Linked DNA regions of Bombyx mori: region 1 is linked to region 2. The links are chromatin contacts, called in public Hi-C maps. All regions are on one chromosome and are shown on one strand. The core of a region is the stretch at or near the end of the contact, and the rest is flanking DNA. Distances in the headings are between cores, read along the strand shown.

The links. A called contact is a pair of places that touch in the nucleus more often than the background predicts.
Region 1: a contact with region 2 is called in a Hi-C map of whole pupa, with 2.6 times the contacts expected there. The contact joins the promoter of LOC101743087 here to the enhancer-like site in region 2. A contact is called at or near these places in 2 of 7 Hi-C or Micro-C datasets (midgut and whole pupa).

The regions. Positions count from the first base shown.
Region 1 is chr23:14,669,676-14,674,880 of ASM3026992v2, forward strand. LOC101743087 (integrator complex subunit 7) reads left to right here and starts at 2,427. Exons shown (of 17, transcript XM_012694389.4): 1 at 2,427-2,645; 2 at 2,719-3,133; 3 at 3,473-3,585; 4 at 3,727-3,860; 5 at 4,111-4,299; 6 at 4,428-4,585. The coding sequence starts at 2,558. LOC110385996 (a long non-coding RNA gene) reads right to left here and starts at 1,334. Exons shown (of 2, transcript XR_002431241.3): 1 at 1,241-1,334; 2 at 1-453. LOC134201108 (a long non-coding RNA gene) reads left to right here and starts at 1,324. Exons shown (of 2, transcript XR_009976297.1): 1 at 1,324-1,464; 2 at 1,905-2,133.
Region 2 is chr23:14,459,342-14,464,727 of ASM3026992v2, forward strand. No RefSeq gene overlaps it. Among protein-coding and RNA genes, the nearest start is that of Mir3256, 11 kb to the left of the region's middle. Within about 2 kb of position 2,055, at least 7 of the 8 cell types and tissues checked have open chromatin away from gene starts, as enhancers often do.

The DNA.
Region 1 (5,205 bases), core at 1,177-3,676, 210 kb after region 2:
GGAAGGATTAAAAGATAATCATACAAAAGAAAAAGGAAAGAAAGGTTAACATGTAGATATGATTCTTTAAAGTTTCTCTTCGTTTTGGTTAGAACAGCAAGAATTATATTTGCATAATATCTTTTAGAACAGTTTATTTAAAAAAATCCTTTATTCTAGTATCTCAACATTGCCAGGGCAATGAATGAACGGTAGGATTATCTGTCAGCCCTTCAAACGACTCTGACTCGAAGTACTTCTAATACCACCTTAGATAATAAAAGGTACGGTGTCCTAAATTTACATGTTTATTTGAAATTTAAAACTAAGCCTCTGTATCAAATAACATATAGGCACCTATATGTTTGTTTCATGGTAATCTAACTCCGGCATTATTGTGGTGATCCCGTGTCATTAGACGCCATCGAGGTAGGTTCCCGCCATTTTCGGATAATTTTCGCGCTCCAGCTAGGGCTGTTAAATAAATTAAAATTAAATTTTAAAATCATATTAATTTAGTTTACGTGAAGAGAAGGCATTCTTCGATGTGATCTCTAATACGAGATGCATAGATTCACCGGCTAGAGGGCAAATTATGACATCACACGGGTAAATAGCACCCATGTGCCTATAATAGATATTACGGTCTCATACAATCCATACGTTCGTTTGAAGGGCAAGATAGCAATTTTACAATACAATTTAGACATCAACCTAATATCCCAGTCCTTTGTGATGTCTATAAGCTGCACTTTTAACGAAACGTAGTTTTAGCGGGTCGCGATTTCGTTCCGGTAGTTGATCCACTCGCGAATCAGCTACCATTTAAATAACGTAAGTAGACCTAATTAGAACAACCTAATTAACTTTATTACCAATTCTAGTAAAAAACAAAGCGAACAACCCTACGATAAATGATGACATCCAACTCTGGTATTGTTACTGGAACTGTAATTACCTTTGTGAGTTGATCCCGGTGCCCGGTAAACGTTGTTTAGTCGAGCTAGTACTAGATTTAGTGGCTCAAATTAAATGACCTCTATTTACCTTCCTAAATTGTAATTTTGTGATATTTATAAATAGACAGCACATTTGCATGAATTAAACTTTGTGTTATCGATCTTTAATTTTTAAAACGGTAATATTCAAAATCTGGTAACCAATTTTCGTTTCAGTGATACATATTAAATCCAATTTCTAACTAATGATGGCAGTATTCTAAGCGGCAATATAAATGTAAATATATCAAGACATAAAATACCCGAAAAGCGGAGTTTTCTCGTTAAATATAATTGAATATTTACAGACCATAGTATTTCAGTACCTGTAAACTAAAAACAAGGACCATACTGACATCTGTTGTCAGTTGCCAATGTACTTTAAAACTCTAGTTTTTATGTTTATTGACCCATAATGGGCGATAGATGTCGCTCAAAACAAAAAAGAAGTTTTGTTTACAATTTTTTCCCTGTTGAAAAATCAGCCGTACGTACTTGTGTACATTTATTAAATATTTTCTATGCGAATTATGGATATTTTACCCCTAACTTATTGGCCAAACTATAATCAGTCTATTTCGACTTTTTAGCGGGAACGTGAGGAGTGAAGTTGTGTGATATTTTGTTTTATTTTGTCTATTTAGTTTTTCTTCAGGTTTAAATGTATAATAACGGTGATTTATTAACTGTTTAATATCTGTGACAGTGCACAAATGTGGGAAAATGAAACAAAGCCGCTGGACGTAACTTCTCGGGATCCTCCAAAAAGTCTGAAAGAATCTCAGTGAATGACCACTATTTTACTGAGATTATATTTCATCCCATATCATTTCATCTCATTTCCTTTCATTTCATCCCAGTTGATTGATGCCTCAAATTAATCATCTTCATTTCATTTCACTTCATATTATCAATTATATGCTTCAGAATCCCAAACAGACAAATACGGTGATGATATAAAGATCGCGGTACCAGACCATAAAATGTACAAAAAAATAGGACCATCACGAAGAAATACATCGATGTTTCACGCCAAACAAATGTTTTGAATGTATCGATTAGAAACATAAATATAATAATATTATATAATAATGTAATGTATTGTGTTTATTAAATAAATATGGTTATGATAGTAAAAGAGAAAAGAAAGAGAAAATCATTTGTTTGAATCAAATCATTTTTTAGGTTTTTACTAAGATAGTTTTTAAATGTGCGAAATTTATCTATTCGGAAACTGAATGGGTAGTTTTCAACTATTACAATGAAGGCAATCAAACGTTGAAAGAATGCGAATTTGGCATTGTAATCTAAATTGTAATGAAATATGTATTTGTATTAGTGACACTATGATTGTAATTGAATTGATGCGATGAATCGAGTAATGAGATTTGTGGCACGCAAAGGATCGATTAAAAGTAAATCAACATTCGACAACACTATTGTAGACATTAGGTCCATAGATTAGGTATACACCTTAGGTAGATAATACACGACTCTATGATACACGACGTTGGGTGTTTACATAAACAATCAAAACAAAATAAATTAAAATTATTCTTATTAAATAACCTAAACGGATAATGATTGGTGTTAAAATGAATACATTCAACGACAATTCGGCGGAGCCTGAACAAGATGCAAATTCAGCATTGACCGAGCTCGATAAAGGTAAATATAACCTCTACTAATACCTAGAAAACTTTTATTTAAAAAACAAAATAAAAAATGTTTTTTTCTCCAGGCCTACGGTCGTGCAAAGTAGGAGAGCAATGTGAAGCCATCGTCCGGTTCCCTCGTCTTTTCGAAAAATATCCTTTCCCTATATTAATTAATTCATCTTTTCTTAAATTGTCTGACGTTTTTCGTATGGGTAACAATTTTTTGAGACTCTGGGTTTTGAGAGTCTGTCAACAAAGCGAAAAGCACCTAGATAAGATTCTGAACGTAGACGAGTTCTTAAGGAGGATCTTTAGTGTTCTACACTCAAACGATCCGGTGGCTAGGGCTCTCGCTCTGAGAACGCTTGGTGCAGTAGCAGGTATTATCCCAGAGCGCCAGAATGTACATCACGCAATCCGAAGGGGCTTGGATAGCCATGACAATGTTGAAGTTGATGCTGCTATATATGCTACTACTAGATTTGCTGCCCACTCCAAGTAAGTGCCGTCATAAGCTGCAAAAACTGTCATTGAGGCAAAAATTTAATCTGTTAACCAAATAGGTACTTAATAAAAAGTATCCAATGCATCCAATGCAATGGTAGGCAGCGGTTTGGCTCAGCCCCTGGCATTGCTGAAGTCCATGGGCGACGGTAACCGCTCACCATCAGGTGGGCCGTATGCCCGTCTGCCTACAAAGGCAATAAAAAAAAAAAAATCCAAACCATAACTAAGTATTACTAATTACCAGAAGTATAAACTGCTTATTTAATTGTCTCTCAAACTTTTAAATGCATATTTTGTACTTGTATTTTCTCATATTGTGATGTGTTTTAGTTCATTCGCAGTAGCCATGTGCAATAAGCTATCAGATATGGTGGAAAGTGAGGGCACTGCTGCTGAGAGACGAGCAAAACTTGTCAGAGCCCTGAGGACCGTTCATGGTGGAGGTAATCAGGAATTTTACTAGTTACCTACCTTTATTCAAATTAATTTCTTTATTCTTAAACATGTATAAAAATAAAGTTGATAAACCAACCACCTAATAAGTAATTTAGAATTACACTTAACCTTTTTTTTTTGTTTTCTAGCAATCAGAGCACAAGGAGTTTTGAAATTATTGAGATCATTGTTAGACAAGTTTCCTTCGTCAAGTTCGGTGCGAGCTTCAATCACTGCACTCACACATATAGCTTCAGATACAGTGGTTCATGTTCCTGATCAGGTAAGAATGATTCATTATATGATTATAAAAAGTCACTGCAGAAGCACAAAGTGAAGCCCTGATCAGACGTGGTTACCATAACTTATAGGCTTAGCAATGTTTAGTGCAGTATCAAATCACTGCTTAAGGAGTCATTTTAAAGCTCATAAGAAGAAAGATGCATTCATAGTGTTCGGACTACAATCAAGCTTATTACTTCACTATAACATTACTAGGTCTATTAAAAACTTCAGTGCTTTTAATGTTATAGGTTGAACTACTGCTAAATATAGCCATGAATGACGCCCGATCAGCCGTACGTCGTTCCGCACTGCTTGGCCTCAAGAAGTTGGCTGAGAATGCAGCTCTCTGGCCCGCACACTGTATACAGAACCTGGTCAGAGCCGCTAGCGATAGTCGAGACACTGACCACACTATGCTGTGCCTTCGAGTAATGCAGGTAATAACAATAAGATATCTCACTGTGCTTTATTTAATTGAAAAAAGGACTCACTTAAAAGTATTAATTATAATTGGTAAAATGCATGTTTTTATTCAAGGAGATTACATGACAATTTATCCTTCTAGATTCTGGTGCAGTGCCCAGCAGTGTGCGCCACGGCAGGGTGTCCTCAGCGCGGCGAGTACAGTGCCCTGAGGCAGTACTGCAGTGAAGCCGCTCTCAGTGCTGACTTGAAGCAAGCCGCAACCGCTGCGGATGTCCTCACCAGGATCGTTGTTCATTGGTGACTATTCATAATTTTTTTTATTGCTTTAAATCGGTGAACGAGCTCACGGCCCACGTCTATAGAGAAATCTACAACGTAAATGCCGCCACCCACCTTGAGACATGAGTTTGATGCATTCAAACCGAAACGCATTACTGCTTCACGGCAGAAATAGGCAGGGTGGTGGTACCTACCCATATGGACTTACAAGACATCCTGCCACCTGTTAAAATGTATAATGACTAGCATCTTCCAGGTCATCTCTTAGGCTCTTGGTTACTAAACGAGGGCATAAATAAACAAATCTGTTTACTTTGTTGAGATATGGCTGTATGGAACCTATTATCGTACAAAGTTAAATATCACTAATATACCTTGAACTACTATTACCTTGAAATCTCAATTTCAATATACATATTAGAAAAACATTTTGTGATCTGTGATATAAAAATTATTGCTAGTGCCCGAAATTTAACAACAAAATATACCTTTCAGTACCTATTCTCTAAAGCCAAAAGGAAAACTCATATACACATACTATTTTTGTGGATCACATGACTGAACAAGGATAGCAAACATAAATGTCATCTGATACTTTTAACTGTCCCATAAAAAAACATTATAAATACACTTGTAAT
Region 2 (5,386 bases), core at 805-3,304:
TATTGTCGCTTTTAAGTGTTGGTTTAATGTTGAGTTCGATGTGTGTAAGATTTTGGAACTAAAACTGGTTAAGGGTAGAGCTTGTGACAATGGTTATGTTTTATTGTTTATGGAAAATGTTTTTATGCATAATATGCGAATTATAATATGTTTGTTTACGGAAAGTTTGAACGTCGTTTTCACGGACTTCTTTTTTTTCCTACCTAAGCTGTAGGTGAGCTCACGGGGCTCAAACCTGATGACGTTGCTAACACTAACCCTAACAAGAGCAGTGCTTCGCAGAATCTACCACCGGATCGGAAACGCGACCCACTGAGAAGATCCGGCGAGAAAGTCAGTGGGCTGTGTCTGTGGGTTGATTGACTCGCCGACCCTTTCGTCGCAAGCGACGGGTTCGACGAGAACGGTGACCGGTGCTTGAGGTACCTAAAAGCACCCTTAGTGGATCGGGAGGATCCGAAATGACGTGAACTGACTTCAAGACGTCTGATTAAGATGAACGCGCATCAAGGATCGATGACTAATTCTATAAGTTCGGTCTGACATAATGACCAGTATCGAAAGGATACAAAAAAAAATTTAATTAATTATTAGTTCGGTTTGTTAAAGAAGCGAATATAGAAGTTTGTAAACCACGGATATCTTTTTTTTTGTGATCATTACTGAACATGTTTTATTGGGTATTGATTTTACACAGTGAAATGTTTTTTTTCTTTTTTGAATACCTAATAATGATATAGAGATATTTGTAGAAAAAAAAAAACTCATTAATTAAACACCAAAACGATATCTTTGGAATATTATTTATATTTTAAATGAGGCGACTGCCGTACAGAAAGAGAAATCTGCGCTTTCTAGATTTGCTTTGTGCTCTAGCACGCGTTGCGTGACTTCCACCGAAGTGCACGTAAAATATCGGATATAATTTAAGGCAGGAGAATAGTTTTCAAAATAATAACTATCATATGTTTGTAAAAGGAGTAATCATTATCGTTCACAAAACACACTATCAGCAGAACGCAAATCAAATAGCTACGGAGCGAGCATGGACTCTCTCTTCAAGACCGGAATAAAAGCGTTAGAACCAAAAAAAAAACTATTATAAACCTCATCAACATTGTTTCTTCAAAAACAGTTGCCGGGCCACATATTATGCCGTACACGTGACCATAGATAGGTCAGAAGAGTAATAGAATGATGGTGCACAAATATAGGCAGGCAACATTTGAGATGAACGCATAATTTGGGCACAGCCTATACTAAAAGTAAAATAGTCGCCGTCAAATTTATAAGTTTGTACACTATTATGATTCTATTGTCAAAGACTATTTATTACACTTCTATAATCACAGATTTCGCCAGGTCTACACTTTAGACAAATAGTAATAAAGACAAACAATATATTATATTTAATCTATTCTCAATTTGACCACAGACTATAAACAATAAGAAAAATCTGACAATAAACAAATAGTATGCTCGCGTGTCTGTGTCAAATACAGGGTATCGTGTGTAATGTTTTTTTTATTCATTTAATGTATTTTACATACATAATTAAAAAAAAAATGGACATTTTGCACTACATCTCTATGTTCTCTATAAGTGTAGGAAATTTCATACTCTAATTTTCGTAATTTTTGTAAAAAGGGATACCTACAAAATTTTTGCGTCACATATTAATGTATAGATATTTATCCTTATTAATTCTTGTTAACTGCCAGTAACGTAGTGCTTAGTGTGTTCTTAATTTGATACTGGGTCATTGGTCTGCGAGGTTCAAACGCTGCGTGTTCTCGTCGAGTATCAATTACACATCTTTATGTGTTCCCTCGCTCAGTGGGAGGGAATTTATGTCTTTAGGTGCCCTTGTAATGGATACTGCCTACTGGGCGGGCACGTCCCGGCCAATCCTCCGATACTACTTTTATTTCCTATTAAAATCAAACTAAATAACTCTTATTCATATACGTTTAAAGTTAGTAATCGTTTGGCGTTTCGTTTCGTTGTTGTAACCGATATCCCTATTTGTGGATTTCCGGTGAACTATTATCACTCTTATTCGATGCGGTTAGATTTCAAAATTGCATATGCGGTTTTGGTATTGAAATCTTTGCTCTAGAATGTTAGTTGCGTGGGGGAATTTGAGTAGGTAGTTATATATTACGTATGTAGAATATATATTAGGTCTCACTGAGATATGTAGAATACATATTAGATCTCACCGAGATATTGGTTACGATGACGTATCGTGAATGACGCAACGTGATATCAGAATACAATGCCTTGCGAGGGATTGAATCAAGATAGGTAGTCGAAGCAATGCGATCTACCACTGCCTACATGATAAACAATAAAAAAAATGGTTAAAAAAACGCATTCTGCTATTTTTTAAATGAAGCACAAAAGGCAAAGGGGCCCCACGACATTTCTTGTGGACAGCCAACAGACAGAAGCACAAAAAAGCTCTTGAACACCATCACCTGTCGGAAGTTATTAGTAAATAAAAAGTAGATTATACTGATAACTTTAGCGCCCCTCCTACTGAATGTTCTTTAATTTTAAAATAAAACAACTCTATTTTTAGCTCCGTAAATGTACGCGGTAGGTACGTTCTGACTGCCCAACTGATGTTAAATGGTTATAGGATTATAATAACGCACCTTCAATTTATTTTATTACATGAGTTTACGCCTTTATCTTCGAGGTTGTTTACGAATACAATTAATATATGTGTGGAATTGGAAGCGAGGTGTGGTCGCATATGGTCGCACTAGTTCGTCGGGCGTATAGTATAGCTTCAAAGCTACCGTTATTTAAAATTATTAGATATAAAGCCGAGAATCGCGTGTACCATTGTAATAATTACATTCCATATTACTTTTTCACCCTAATTTTGTGTGACTGCGGCTGTATGATCACGCTTACTTAGGCGACTGACTCCATTCCTTTACATACACATTTATTGGGCACAATTACAAATTATTACGTTTTTATATCGCGTTGTTTCGATGTTTTTTTTTTGTTTTTTTTTTTACTTATGTGTTTGGCCTAGCTCACCACAATGTAAATGCCGCCAGCCACCTTGAGATATGAGTTCTAAGGTCGCAGTATAGTTACAACGGCTGCCCCACTCTTCAAGCCGAAACGTGTTACTACTTCACGGCAGAAATAGGCAGGGTGGTGTTACCTACCCGTGCAGACTAACAAGAGGTCCTACCACCAGTAAAAATTTTCATGGTTTTTTGTCGACAACTAACATAAATGGTTTATTGCTTAACATGTCGAACGTCAAAATTATGAAAAATCGAGTATTTTCATTCAGGCTACGGTGCTCACCTGCTCACCGGTGAACCTTATCTTACTAAACCTGTCGGGCCATGAGGATCCCTCGTGATGAGCCTTTTGAAATATCTAACCTAGACAGTAAGAATCGCTAATTTTTATCTTCAGTGTAGATTATCGCATTTTAAAAATTTTAGAATGAAAATCTCATGTTGATAAAAAGCTCTCAGATTTAGGCTTGGCCCGAATGGTCTACCTACATAGTACGTTAAGTCCAACGGCAATTTTTTTTTTTATTGCTTGTGGTCAATTGTAAATATGTCTGCGTTTGTAATTTTGTTACATATGTATGTGTGTAGGTATATGTGTGTTTTGAAATTCATTTTGGAACAGACTTTTTTTATTTTTATTGCTTAAATGGGTGGACGAGCTCACAGCACACCTGGTGCTAAGTGGTTACTGAAGCCCAGAGACATATACGACGTAAATGCGCCACCCACCTTGAGATATAAGTTCTAAGGTCTAAAGTATAGTTACAATCAATCCAATATGTTTATACGAAACATTAATATCCGGTAAATATCCGGTGTGTATTTTAGAGATTTAATACTAACGAAATAACTTCCAACGCCCATATTCTTTCATTATATTCCTGCTCAGCAGAGATGCGGCGTGGCTCTATGAATATTTACGACAAAATATTCGGAGAGTTCGTTCGTCAAATTCCGCAGCGCGATTCCCGAGCCCAGTTATTAACTTAACAAAACCAACAATAGTGATTAAATCGCGCGTGAACTAATAAAATAATAAGTCTCTCGCTCCTGACGCTTCTGAGTGTAGGAAAGGAGGGATTACATGTCTTTTTTTATACGTTGATATGTGTGTACAAATAAGGAAAGACCAGTTTATTAGGTACTTACTACATTAATTATATTTTTTTGGTTCTTCTTTTCTTCTTCTTAGTCGAATACTTCATTGCTGAAGGTCGTGTCCTTGAAAGCCCTTCGTGGCTCTTTGTACCCTCAGCTTCCATTTTTTTGGTTATCAATCTATTTTATTGACAAACTTTGTTATTGGCACTAATGCTACAAACATTTTTCCACGTTGAAATAGTTTTGAGGTGATAGTAATTTTGGTCGAATTTCGACAATTGGGCGAACACTGGTATAAATGGTCCGTAGTATCTGATGGTACAGAATTTCCGGACTGCGTCCTTTCAAGTTTCTGGTTAAGCCATTTCAGCTTTCGTTATCTTCAGGGACGGCAGTCGGAATCGAAATTCCAACGCTGCCCATAGTCAACTGTTTTATATCGCTGTAAGGATGGACTTAAGTTACTTCTTCCTCGGATAGCTAGAGTCCGATGTTTTAAGCAGTTCAAAAAGTGTGTATTTAAGTGATATATGCTTCACAAAATTTGCAGGGTATGAGTTCCGGTGATCCAGATAAAAGTGGAGCTTTGAATGCTAATAACAAAAGACTATCAGGTGAAGGAGCTTCAAAATCTTCCAAAACTAGACTCTGGTTAAAATCTTCACAAATGTGTAGCGGGTGTCATAGAATGAAATATATTTAGCCACCGGAATGCCTCGCTAACGACCTTTCAAGATTAGTTTGCAAATATTCAAGTTCCGAACAATAGCATCACGGGTCATCAGTCTACCGAGCAGCTTCCCCCGATTGGTAGAACATCTTTTCTTTATCGTTACCTCCTAACAAATGAAAATTATGTTCAGCCACACGGTTTTTTGTCTTACACAAATACTAATAGGGGTATAAGTGCTAAAAGTGCTCTTGTCTTTTAAACTGGGATTGTAGGACAAGATTTATGCTGTGTATACTCTGAAGATGGAGGTTTGATGGCACGGCACGCGTAGTCGAAAAGACAAATGTAACTGAATCGTGGACAAGTGCTATTGCACTCATTAGTCCTGTTACCACGGGCCCAGATAATGAAAATGAACTAAACTAAGGTATTATGCTTGGCAGAAAAACATGAACAATTTCTGGAGTCGACAACTTTATTTACTGGTGGTAGGACCTCTTGTGAGTACGCACGGGTAGGTACCACCGCCCTGCCTATTTCTGCCGTGAAGCAGTAATGC